Linked DNA regions of Mus musculus: region 2 is linked to region 1. The links are chromatin contacts, called in public Micro-C maps. All regions are on one chromosome and are shown on one strand. The core of a region is the stretch at or near the end of the contact, and the rest is flanking DNA. Distances in the headings are between cores, read along the strand shown. Region 1 has its middle 45 kb from the start of Pawr. Region 2 overlaps Syt1 (synaptotagmin I).

Evidence for each region. A called contact is a pair of places that touch in the nucleus more often than the background predicts.
Region 2: a Micro-C map of trophoblast stem cells shows a contact between it and region 1, with 5 times the contacts expected there. The contact joins two enhancer-like sites. A contact is called at or near these places in 1 of 15 datasets of contacts at CTCF or cohesin (embryonic stem cells), 39 of 484 Hi-C or Micro-C datasets (the AML12 cell line, the C2C12 cell line, the HL-1 cell line and 20 more), 16 of 115 datasets of contacts at active chromatin or transcription factors (differentiating embryonic stem cells, embryonic stem cells, epiblast stem cells and 5 more) and 3 of 9 other capture datasets (adipose tissue, embryonic stem cells and embryonic tail).

The regions. Positions count from the first base shown.
Region 1 is chr10:108,284,329-108,289,209 of GRCm38.p6, forward strand. No RefSeq gene overlaps it. Among named protein-coding and RNA genes, the nearest start is that of Pawr, 45 kb to the right of the region's middle. Within about 2 kb of position 2,538, at least 18 of the 459 cell types and tissues checked have an H3K27ac peak or open chromatin away from gene starts, as enhancers often do. A contact at or near this core is called in epiblasts, epiblast stem cells, extraembryonic ectoderm and 2 more, where this site is marked.
Region 2 is chr10:108,528,047-108,533,281 of GRCm38.p6, forward strand. All of the region lies in intron 9 of Syt1 (synaptotagmin I), which reads right to left. Among named protein-coding and RNA genes, the nearest start is that of Gm36601, 75 kb to the left of the region's middle. Within about 2 kb of position 3,280, at least 48 of the 459 cell types and tissues checked have an H3K27ac peak or open chromatin away from gene starts, as enhancers often do. A contact at or near this core is called in epiblasts, epiblast stem cells, extraembryonic ectoderm and 2 more, where this site is marked.

The DNA.
Region 1 (4,881 bases), core at 1,288-3,787:
GGAAGATCGAGAAGCACATGGTGTTTTAGAAGTATGGTTAACTTCAGAAGTAAACGGCCCAATAAGAGGTTTTGTAATTGATGGGGAAAGTAGAGAAGAGCCTTGCCGCGAATATAACTAGAATTAAAACTGCAAGGAATTTAATTCAAATTAAACTGTTCCAGTTTCAGGGAGAAAAGCCATTTCCAGCAGAGAAATCACAAACTAAGGCGTTAAGATGAGCTGGTGGTTGGGGTTGCCTTCAGTAAGACTCGTGATCTATCTCAGAGGAGTAATCATTGCACTCAGAGAGGCAGTAAGAATGGATAGCAGCTTCCCACCCAGACACGGACTACGTAGTAGGCTGTGCTTACCCTGCAGCCATGCCTGTTTCCTCAGAAAGCCTTCACATTTTCCTAAGGATTTGTGAATTTGCCAATGGGGGAGGTTGCTTGCTTGCTTGCTTGCTTGCTTGCTTGCTTGCTTGCTTGCTAGCTTGGTTTGGTTTGGCTTTTTTCAAGACAAGGTTTCTCTGTGTAGCTCTGGCTGTACCAGAGTTCACTCTAGACCAGGCTGGCCTTGAACTCAGATCCACCTGCCTCTGCCTTCCAAGTGCTGGAATTAAAGGTGTGTGCCATCACTGCCCATATGTAAATATATATAATGTAAAGATATATAACATGTATTATATAAATATATTAATATATAAAGGTAAAGATGTTTTTAATAAGATTGTTGAGTTGCGAGTTGGTAGGAGTAATTTTCTAGGAAAACCTAGTGGAAGCCTCTTAGTAGGTACTTAATTCAGCGATCCTAACAGCCAATCAGAAATTAGAAGCTAGGGCCATTGTCCAGTGGCATGTGTGAGGCCCTGGGCACGCCTCCAGCACTACTACAAAGACTGAAGAACTTGATTATTAGAGGGAGAAAAGAAGCTTACCAGGTCTTGCAGCTCTTCTCATTGATTTATTAATCTACTTTACATGGGCTTTATTTTTTGTGTGGATTTATATGTGCGGTGCATGCATGTGCACATACAGAGGCCGGGCCAGGACATCAAGTGAGTGTCTTCCTCTGTGACTCCCCCTTACTGCTTTGAGACAGTTGTCACTCACTGTTTAGCCCAGTGCTAGGGTTACAGGCACGTTCAGCTTTTTACGTGGGAACCGGAGATCCAAACTCAGGTTTTGCTTGCGTGATACGTGCTCTTACCCACTGACCCATTTTCTTAGCTGCTTGTGGGCATTTTTGTATCAGCTATGTTCAGATCATGTCTTATTCCTGCTCTGAAAAGCTGGATGATAACAGTGTGCTTCCAAGTGTGTATGACACAGTTCCAACCAAGATGATAGCACTGTCTGTCTGTGTGTGTGTGTGTGTGTGTGTGTGTGTGTGTGTGTGTGTGTGTGTGTGGTCACCATCTTCACCCAAGAGCTTAGCCCTTCTCCTAGCAGAAGCGCTTTCTCTTGAGCTCCTACCGAACTTGCCCAGACAATTGGAACCCAGATGTGGACTTTGTATTTCCATCAAATTCTTGGGTGGTGGGGATGCTGCTATTCCGGAGATCTTAGTTTAAAGTGTACTGTATGCTGATGTCACTTGTCTCTTCTCCAAAGGAATGGAGAGTCCCAAAGTAAAGTCAGTTACAAGGTGTAGATGCGCAGTGTTAATCGCCAGAAAAGATCTGTAATATAGATATTAAATGTTGACAGTCATTGGCAATAGTTTAAGCATCATGCATTCAATCCTATCACATCCTGTAGCCCCTGATAGTGTAAAGAACTGCTGCAGACAAATGCAAAGTCTTTTCCTTTGGGACAGATAGGCAGCTGGACAGCTGTCCCATACATTTGATGTCTCAAACGGTAGCCAGTCTTGTATCTCTGAGAGAAGGTTTTCTCTAAAAGAAATATCTTAGGACCCCCAATGTGGGAGGTAGTAACCTAAAATCAAGGCCATATGCAAATTAAGCATTGAGAAATGATTTATTTGTAATAACTCCCTTTCTTTCTGGTGAGATTCAGGCTTCCTGAATTGTGTAAAGAGCATCACACTGGGGAACAGCACACTGTAGATTCTCGTCTGCATCTAGAATATTCCTCTTCTCGGCCATGGTTTGTGACAGGATTCACTAGGATTGCTGAGCTTAGCCCATGGTTGAGGGTGGGGTTATGTTTCTGGAAAAACTCAACTGCCAGGAAAAGGACTCTGATCAGTGGCTTTGAGGGGTTTGTCTCCTCAAAAATTTAAAGAATGAGATCCACCGACAACAGAAAGGCAGTTTTTAATTTATAGATTCATAGCTGGGACCTTAAGAGAGAGATGACTATGTTCCTCCAGTATGGCAGGAGCTGGTCTCCAGGGATTGGGCGCCATTGATTGGGCTCTAGGCTAAGGGGTTCTGTCTTATGGCAGAAATTGGGGAGGAAGGTAAATTGATTATTCCTGTTATCTGGACCAGGAGCCTTTCAGTTTTGGTCACGCCTTCCAGACAAAGGGATGTGATAACGAGGAACTCTATTGTTGCGTACCTGGCCTCCAGCAAGGACATTCTCAGAACTGCTGCCTTGGGTCACTGCCCTACCCGAGAGATCAATCTTCCTTTCTCTTCAATGCCGGTTAGTGTAGATATTTATGCAAAATATTTAAATAGGTCCTATTAGCATATGAACCTGCTAGTTCTCTAAATGCCCACCGGAGACCTACAGTAGCGGCTTTATGTAGGAATTTGTCAGGAATCCACATTGTCAGGTCCAAAGACAAAGACAGCTTAACAGTCTTCAACAAGACTCCCAGAGGATCATATTGCAAGCTAAAATGTAAGACCTGCTGGCCTTAGGTTTCAAATCTATATCCTTAGAAATGGAACTAAGAATTAGGGAGGGGAAAAAATTGTCAATGGCTGTGATTCGGAAGGCGCAAAGGGCATCTCCAGCTGCTGAGGGTGGATCCGTTCCCTCATTTGCAAAACAATAGTGATCTAGACCTTGGTCTCTGGAATGTGGTTGGAGAAGTTCAAGGTCCTTCTTCATTAACTCACAGTGCAGCTAATCCCCTCAACTCCAGTGGGTTCCTATAGAAGGAACCAACCTTATGGAGTAAATAATAATATAGATTACATGGTAAAGTTAGTTATAGGTGAAGCTTCAGGGATAGGGGTGGCTGGGACACTCAGATTCATTCTGTCCTTGGTCAAAATCCCATCTGCTGACTGTCACCTCTGCCTTTCACCCCCTTCTCTGTTCAGTGACCTCATTCTCTCATTGCAGGTGGTCTTCCTCACTTCATATAGTTAATGAAAAAAAAAAAAAAAAATCAGCCCGGTGTGGTGGCGCACGCCTGTAGTCCCAGCACTTGAGAGGCAGAGGCAGGCTTTGTTTTGTTATCTCTTGGAACTGTGTACAGCTTGGTCAACACACTACTCTGAGCAAGAGTGGATTGAAGTTCTGTGCTTGGTAGTAGCAGAAAATCCAAATAAAACGATGAACTCCCAAAAGGAGGAGGCTATAGTCAGGAAAGGGAACAGGCAAAGAATGGCTAGTATGAGCATAGTTGAAAAGAAACCCAATCACTCTGATTTAACCCTTCAAGTGTGCTCACCATATTTGTTAAGACAGACTTAACAAGTTTAATCAGGAAGCTTTGAACATGTTAATGCTGAATTTATTAAACACCAAAACCCTTATGCTGAGTTCAATACAAACCCAAACTGGAGATTTTTTTAAATTTTATTTATTTATTTGTTTATTTATTTATTTCATATATGTGAGTACACTACTCTGTCACTGTCTTCAGACACACCAGAAAAGGACAGCTTATCCCACTACAGATGGCTGTGAGCCACCATGTGGTTGCTGGGAATTGAATAATTCTGGACCTCTGGAAGAGCAGTCATTGCTCTTAACTGCAGAGCCATCTCTCCAGTCCCAAACTGGAGATTTAAATTGGGAGTTTGATTTGTGTGTGTGTGTGTGTGTGTGTGTGTGTGTGTAAAAGATTTTGAGACCAAGACTGATTGAGATCTTGGAAAGAGGAGATTCAAATGTTAGGTAGCAGAAAGAGGAGGAACCCATAAAGAAGAATAATAAAGTTTTTTAAATATATGTATATACATGTATATGTACATATGTACATATATACATACATACATACATATATATGTGTATATATATATATACATACATACATACACACACACACACACACATATATATATATATGAGATTCAGGGACTATATTATAGCTCAAAGTAAAGAATTTCAGTTCTATGATAAAAAGTATATATGCATGAGCAGAGTGCCAAGACTTTTCTTAACTGCTTTAGTTATTCAAAACAGTTTTGAATAATACTGTGAAGTCTTCTCCTAAGAACTTCACGCTGACAATTGCAAAATCATAGTGCTTAGAGCAATTTTGAGGCAGGAGTGATGGCTCAGTGGTTAAGAATACTGGCTGCTCTTCCATAGGATACAGGTTCAATTCCCAGCACCAACATGGACACTCAACCCCATCTCTAGTCCCAGGGGATCAGTGTCCTCTTCTGGTCTCCATAGACACTGCATGCATGTGCTGCACATACAAACATACAGCCAAGACATCTAAAAATAAGATTATTTAAAGAAATTTTGAATTCACCCCATTTAGAAAACTATGTAAATGATAGAGGACTCCAAGGTGGACCCAGACTTTTCCAGGAACCTAAGCACGGATATAACATCAGAAGTCGATAGAGGGGGGAAAAAGAAAGGATTGAGGGCTTTGGATTACCTAAGGGAAATAATAACATTACTGACCCTTATCGGAATTATTTTACAAGCAGAAATAAATTCTGACAAACTATGTGGTTAAATGGGAAAGTAAAACCTCAGTATTTCAAATAAAATATAGCACACAGCTTTTGTT
Region 2 (5,235 bases), core at 2,030-4,529, 240 kb after region 1:
AAAAGTTTGTATTATACTTTTAAAAGTACGTGTGTATGTGTGTGTGTGTGTGTGTATGTATATGTATGTTGGGTATCATAGGGGACTCAGGCACAAAAATAGCACCCATTTACATATCAGGAATCTTGTATTTTTTTCCAATTTACAATTGCATAGGATTTCAAACATTGTTTTTCTCTATGTCCCCTCCCCCAAATAATCTAACTTTTAAAAAATATTTCTTTGAAGCTCTCATCATTTCCAAAGCACATTCCTTGTACCTGATCGAAGAGCCTGTGTAATAGAATTTGAGTCCCGGGCTACTTTTCTTTAAAAACAGAAAGGCATTTCCCAGTTTGTGGTTTGAAATATAGGCTTATCTAGTTCTATTTTATCCATTCTTTTAGTAAGGAAATGATAAACTCCAGTAACTTCCATTCCATGCTTAGATTTTAATCAACAGCAAATTATGCACGGGAAGGCACAGGCGTAGTAGCTGAGCGTGGGTGAAGATCGCAGATGCGTTTCTGAGAAGCATTTGAGCACCAGACAAAAGCAGCCAAGGGTAAACTTCGTGCCTTTCCTCCCAGCCCTGCTAGCAGCTCTACCCCTAGGTCAGTTATTCCTGACCTGTGGGTTGGGACCCCTTTGGGTCACATAGCAATTGGCCAAGATCATCAGAATACCCAGATATTTACATCACTCTCTCTCTCTCTCTCTCTCTCTCTCTCAGAAGCAAAGTTACAGTTTCGAAATAGCAACAGAAATAATTTTATGGCTGGGGGTCACCACAACGTGAGGAACTGTATTAAAGGGTCGCAGTATTGGGAAAGTTGAGAACCACGGCTCTAGTACTCTCTGTCCTTCCTTCAGGATGTTATTCCTTCAGACCTGAATGCGTGTTTGTCCCACAGCTCCCTGCTTAGTGTCCTCATTCGTCTCTCTGCCTTGGTCCTTTCTGATGCCCTCCCCGACAACCCTAAGCCTGCCTTCCCACTCCCTTCCTCTGTACTTGACTTTTCCTTAGATTTAGAAATGGAACGTTCTGATGGCGGTCAGAAAGCTAAACATGATGCATGCTCAGTGTGGACGGGACTATGCCACGCCACGCCACGCCACGCCACGCCACGCCACGCCACGCCACGCCACGCCACGCCACGCCACGCCACGCCACGCCACGCCACCGTCAGGCTGCACTACTGGTGCAAACTGCTCAACAGAGAAGCTCAGAGAAAGCTGAGTGTATCCACGTGACTATAATTCTGGCTGCAAAGGGGTAGAGGGTTGACTCTACAACCCAAGCCAGCAGGGCTGGGTCGGTGGCAGCGCAACTCAGTGCTTCCTACCAGGAAATCCTGAGACAAAAGTTGCTTTCTCAGTGATTATGAATTGGAACCGTGTTTTGGTACAGCGGTGTGGCAACACTGGGAGTTCACATTCTCTTCTATTTGGTGTGTCCATTTACAGGGCATTTGTAAAAAGTTCTTGTGCATAAAGAGACTGAAAATAGTAGTGTTTTTGAAGACCAAGCCCCATACATTTAATCTATATATTGGTGAATGACTGAAAGCACTCTTGTGAACTTGAACTCACACAAAGACTAGTAGGAAGCTGAGTATGTGTAGTTATCCAACATGCTCAGGTGAGAAAACACTGGACTGACGTGGGGCCTCTACTTAGGGAAGTGCTTCTTTTCTGTACAGCCCAGCATCCTCTTTTCGCCGATGTGGACAGTTTTATCTTATTATTTTCACTTGACTTGTTATTTTGTTTGTGTTTTTCAAGTCTGGGTTTCTCTGTGGCTCTCTCGTGTCTGGCACTCTCTCTGTGCCTCACCCTAGACTTGAACTCACAGAGATCTGCCTGTCTCCTGAATGCTGGGATCAAAGACATGTGGGACTACCCGGCCTGTTACTTTATTTTATAAAAGTACCTTCCAACAGCACCTCAAAGTTCCTCCAACCAAACTGCCCTTAGTCCATCCCTCTTGCTGTTATGGGACAGCTGACTTCATTTTCCTCTTTAGTTAAACAAGGTTAAACTTTGATCATGTCCTTAGCTAGAGGTCACCTTGGTTTCTTTTTCGATTTGTTCTTCCTTAATAGTCTTGTGAATTACACATTGTAAATTGTTTCCATTGTTCTGAGAATTGACTGACCATAAATAGTTTCAAGGTATGTTAAATGTCTGACCATAGGCCCATAAGATGTACCTTTCCCAAGATCATAAAAATAACTGAAAAGTTCCATTTCTTTTTTTAAGTCACTAGCTTGTTTGCTATAAGAAGTTCTTTTTCTTTCTGGTTTGGGCCACTTCATTTTCCTGCCAAGGGAGAATATAAATCTGGCCCTGCCGTAAAAATAAAATTTTGCCTTGCAACATCTCCATGTTAGCACCATCACACATCAACATCAGAGAGACATCACTCGAACACAGATTCATGAAACAAGTAAAAGAGTATGATAATATTTATACATACTATATGTAATATATATGTATATAAAACATATATTCGATTTCTTTTCCATACACATAAGGAAGATGTATATGCATTTTTGTTTCTAATGTAGGCTGAGGTGTTTACAGTGAATTATAGTAGGCCCCACTAAAAATTTAGTAGGCCCCACTAAAAATTTAGTAGGCAAGAGCACAGAATATTCCCATAGGGTATATGTGTGTGTGTACAACATATATACATACATATGTATACATATACATAATTTCTGAAAGGACATACATGAGACAGTGTAGCAGTAATTATCTCTGATAATAGGGCTGGCTATGGATGTGGAAAGCCTTGGCAAGCCTGTTACTCCTTTTCTAAGAACACATATTATTGTTAGAAAGTAAAAGTGAATTTGAAATAAATAAGTGAATGATTGTATATAAATACAGAAACAAAGTGAAAAGCCTTTAGAGGGGGCAATTATCCTAGTCTGTTGGTACCCTAAATAAGAACCGGAAAAAAAAATGGCCCTGTAGTCATTGATGAGGCCAGATGTTTGCCTATGTGGCCCACCACTGTGTCCTTGCTAGGGGACACAGTACTTAACTTTGTGGATTCTGAAGTTTATGCCTTTGGGATGGCAGGGACAACCTTCTTTCAGAAGTCTCTATGATTCGTGAAGTCCCCAGGGCTCTCTGCCTCCTTTCCATTCTTCCATACTGGATAGCTTACCTTTGCTGTGGCTCTGCCCTGTGTCTACGCTTGTGTCTTGCATTCCTTTCATGGTTAGCTAACATTCTACCTGGCCTTATCTCAGCACTCCCTCTGTTACCCTGGAGATCTGCTGATAGGCATGATGTTTTAATCTCCTAAGGGGAGATTATGGGTGTAGGACTTCCTCCGCACTAAAGGAGGAGGAGGAGGGACAATTGCTAGATCCCGACATTCCAGAGAAACAGCAGGACTCTCCTGGGAGATCCAGGCTTCAAGACAAAGCCCCAACTTTAAATAGTGAGACAAATAAGGATCCATGTGCATTCTCACCCTGCCAGTGTTCACACGTGTGTGCACACCCCCTTCACATACACACACGTGTACACACACACACACACACACACATACACACACACACACACACACACACACACACACACACACACACTCACACACACACACACTCTCTCCCTTCCATCTGCTGCCTCGTCCTCATACACAGTTGTACTCCTCCTGCTCTAAATTACTTGTGTCCCTGGCATGCTCAGCCATTCTCCTACCACAACTATTTGTACCAACCGTGGCTCAAGATGCAATTAGCCACATTCGGTTTCTCCCTCCTTTGCATGTTGATTTAATGGTGTTTGACTCCAAGTAGCTTCTCCCATAGAGAAGTAAAGTAGATTCCAGCAGGACATTTGGAGGTGGGGCAGATGCCATAGATGTCTCAGAAACCTATGGGATTATTCTGTGCTCTTGCCTACTAAATTTTCAGTGGGGCCTACTATGACTCAGTGTAAACATCCCAGCCTACGTTAGAAACAAACAAAAAAAAATGCATATTTGCTTTATTATGTATATGGAAAAAGAATTATTTGATTTACAGAGAAACAGGTCAGTGTGCGTCAATATTTTAACTTTTGTATTTTCAAGTACGAGATGATGTTTCTTTTGCTTTTCCTAGTTTTGTATGTGTGCCAGGTTTTTTTTTTTTTTTTTTCTTTTTTTCTGCCATTACCTACATTTTTGCCCTTATTGTCTAACTGGGACTTATCTTAAAGTACTCAAACTATCTATCTCGATTACATCTCGATTTACTACTTAGCTCTTGGGTTCAAGAAATGAATCAAAGAAGCTGCAAAGAAATAGCGCCTGCAGAATATTTTATTTAGAAGCAGGGAAATAGATGAGTCTCATTTACAGAGCGCGTGAGCCGAGGTACTTGAAATTCTTTACCTAGCAAGCGTTGGGAGACGATACTTGACTGGCATGTTGTGATCTGGCTACTTCATGTACGTCACCTTGGTTTCAAATGTAGTGAAACATGACACATCCCCAGATAGTTAAAGGCACAGAGTTGTTTTCAGCTCTTATACATCGGAGGGGAAATATCCTATTAGGCGTGAAAGGCAGTTGAGCTGACAGAGCTGCTGGTTTACTCATTAAGTGAATTAAAGTCAGGCCTATTGGAATATTTTTTACCTGCTCTTCTGATGAAATGAGAATTTGACAGTCGTCTCCAGGGAGCTAACTGCGGTGGGAGAACCTCTATAAATCATGCACAAACCAGTGTCCTTCAAGCTCAGCAGCATATGCCAAGATTGTGGTGGCTTCATAGACAATGGAGTAAAAGGTAGAGTGGTTCTTTATGCAGTGGCCAAGTGGCACACTTCTTGGCTGCCTCCTGAAGGCAAGGGATGCCTCTCTTTTATGCTGCCATTCATGTGTTCACATTCGCAGCTTATCTAGAGAACCAGAGATGTGTCTCTTTCAGGCTTGAGCTAATATTTCCAAGTTTGAGCCTCTGTACACTCTTTCTCTCTTATTACATCTTTTTATAACAACAAAAGCGGTTAAATGCAAAGGTGGGGGGGATGCTTGACACCAACCGTGATCAAAGACATACGGGAAATGAGATTCGGACTTTGGTCTACCGAATTGGCAAAGACTTTATAAAGTGTCACAGTGCTCATTGGGCGGAGCTGTAGACTCAGATGGAGAGCGGCCAAACTGCTCCCTTCCAGAGGGAGAATTTGACATTTCAAAGCCCGAGCACACACTTACTAAGCAGGTGTGGTGGCTGCAAGCCTGAAGTC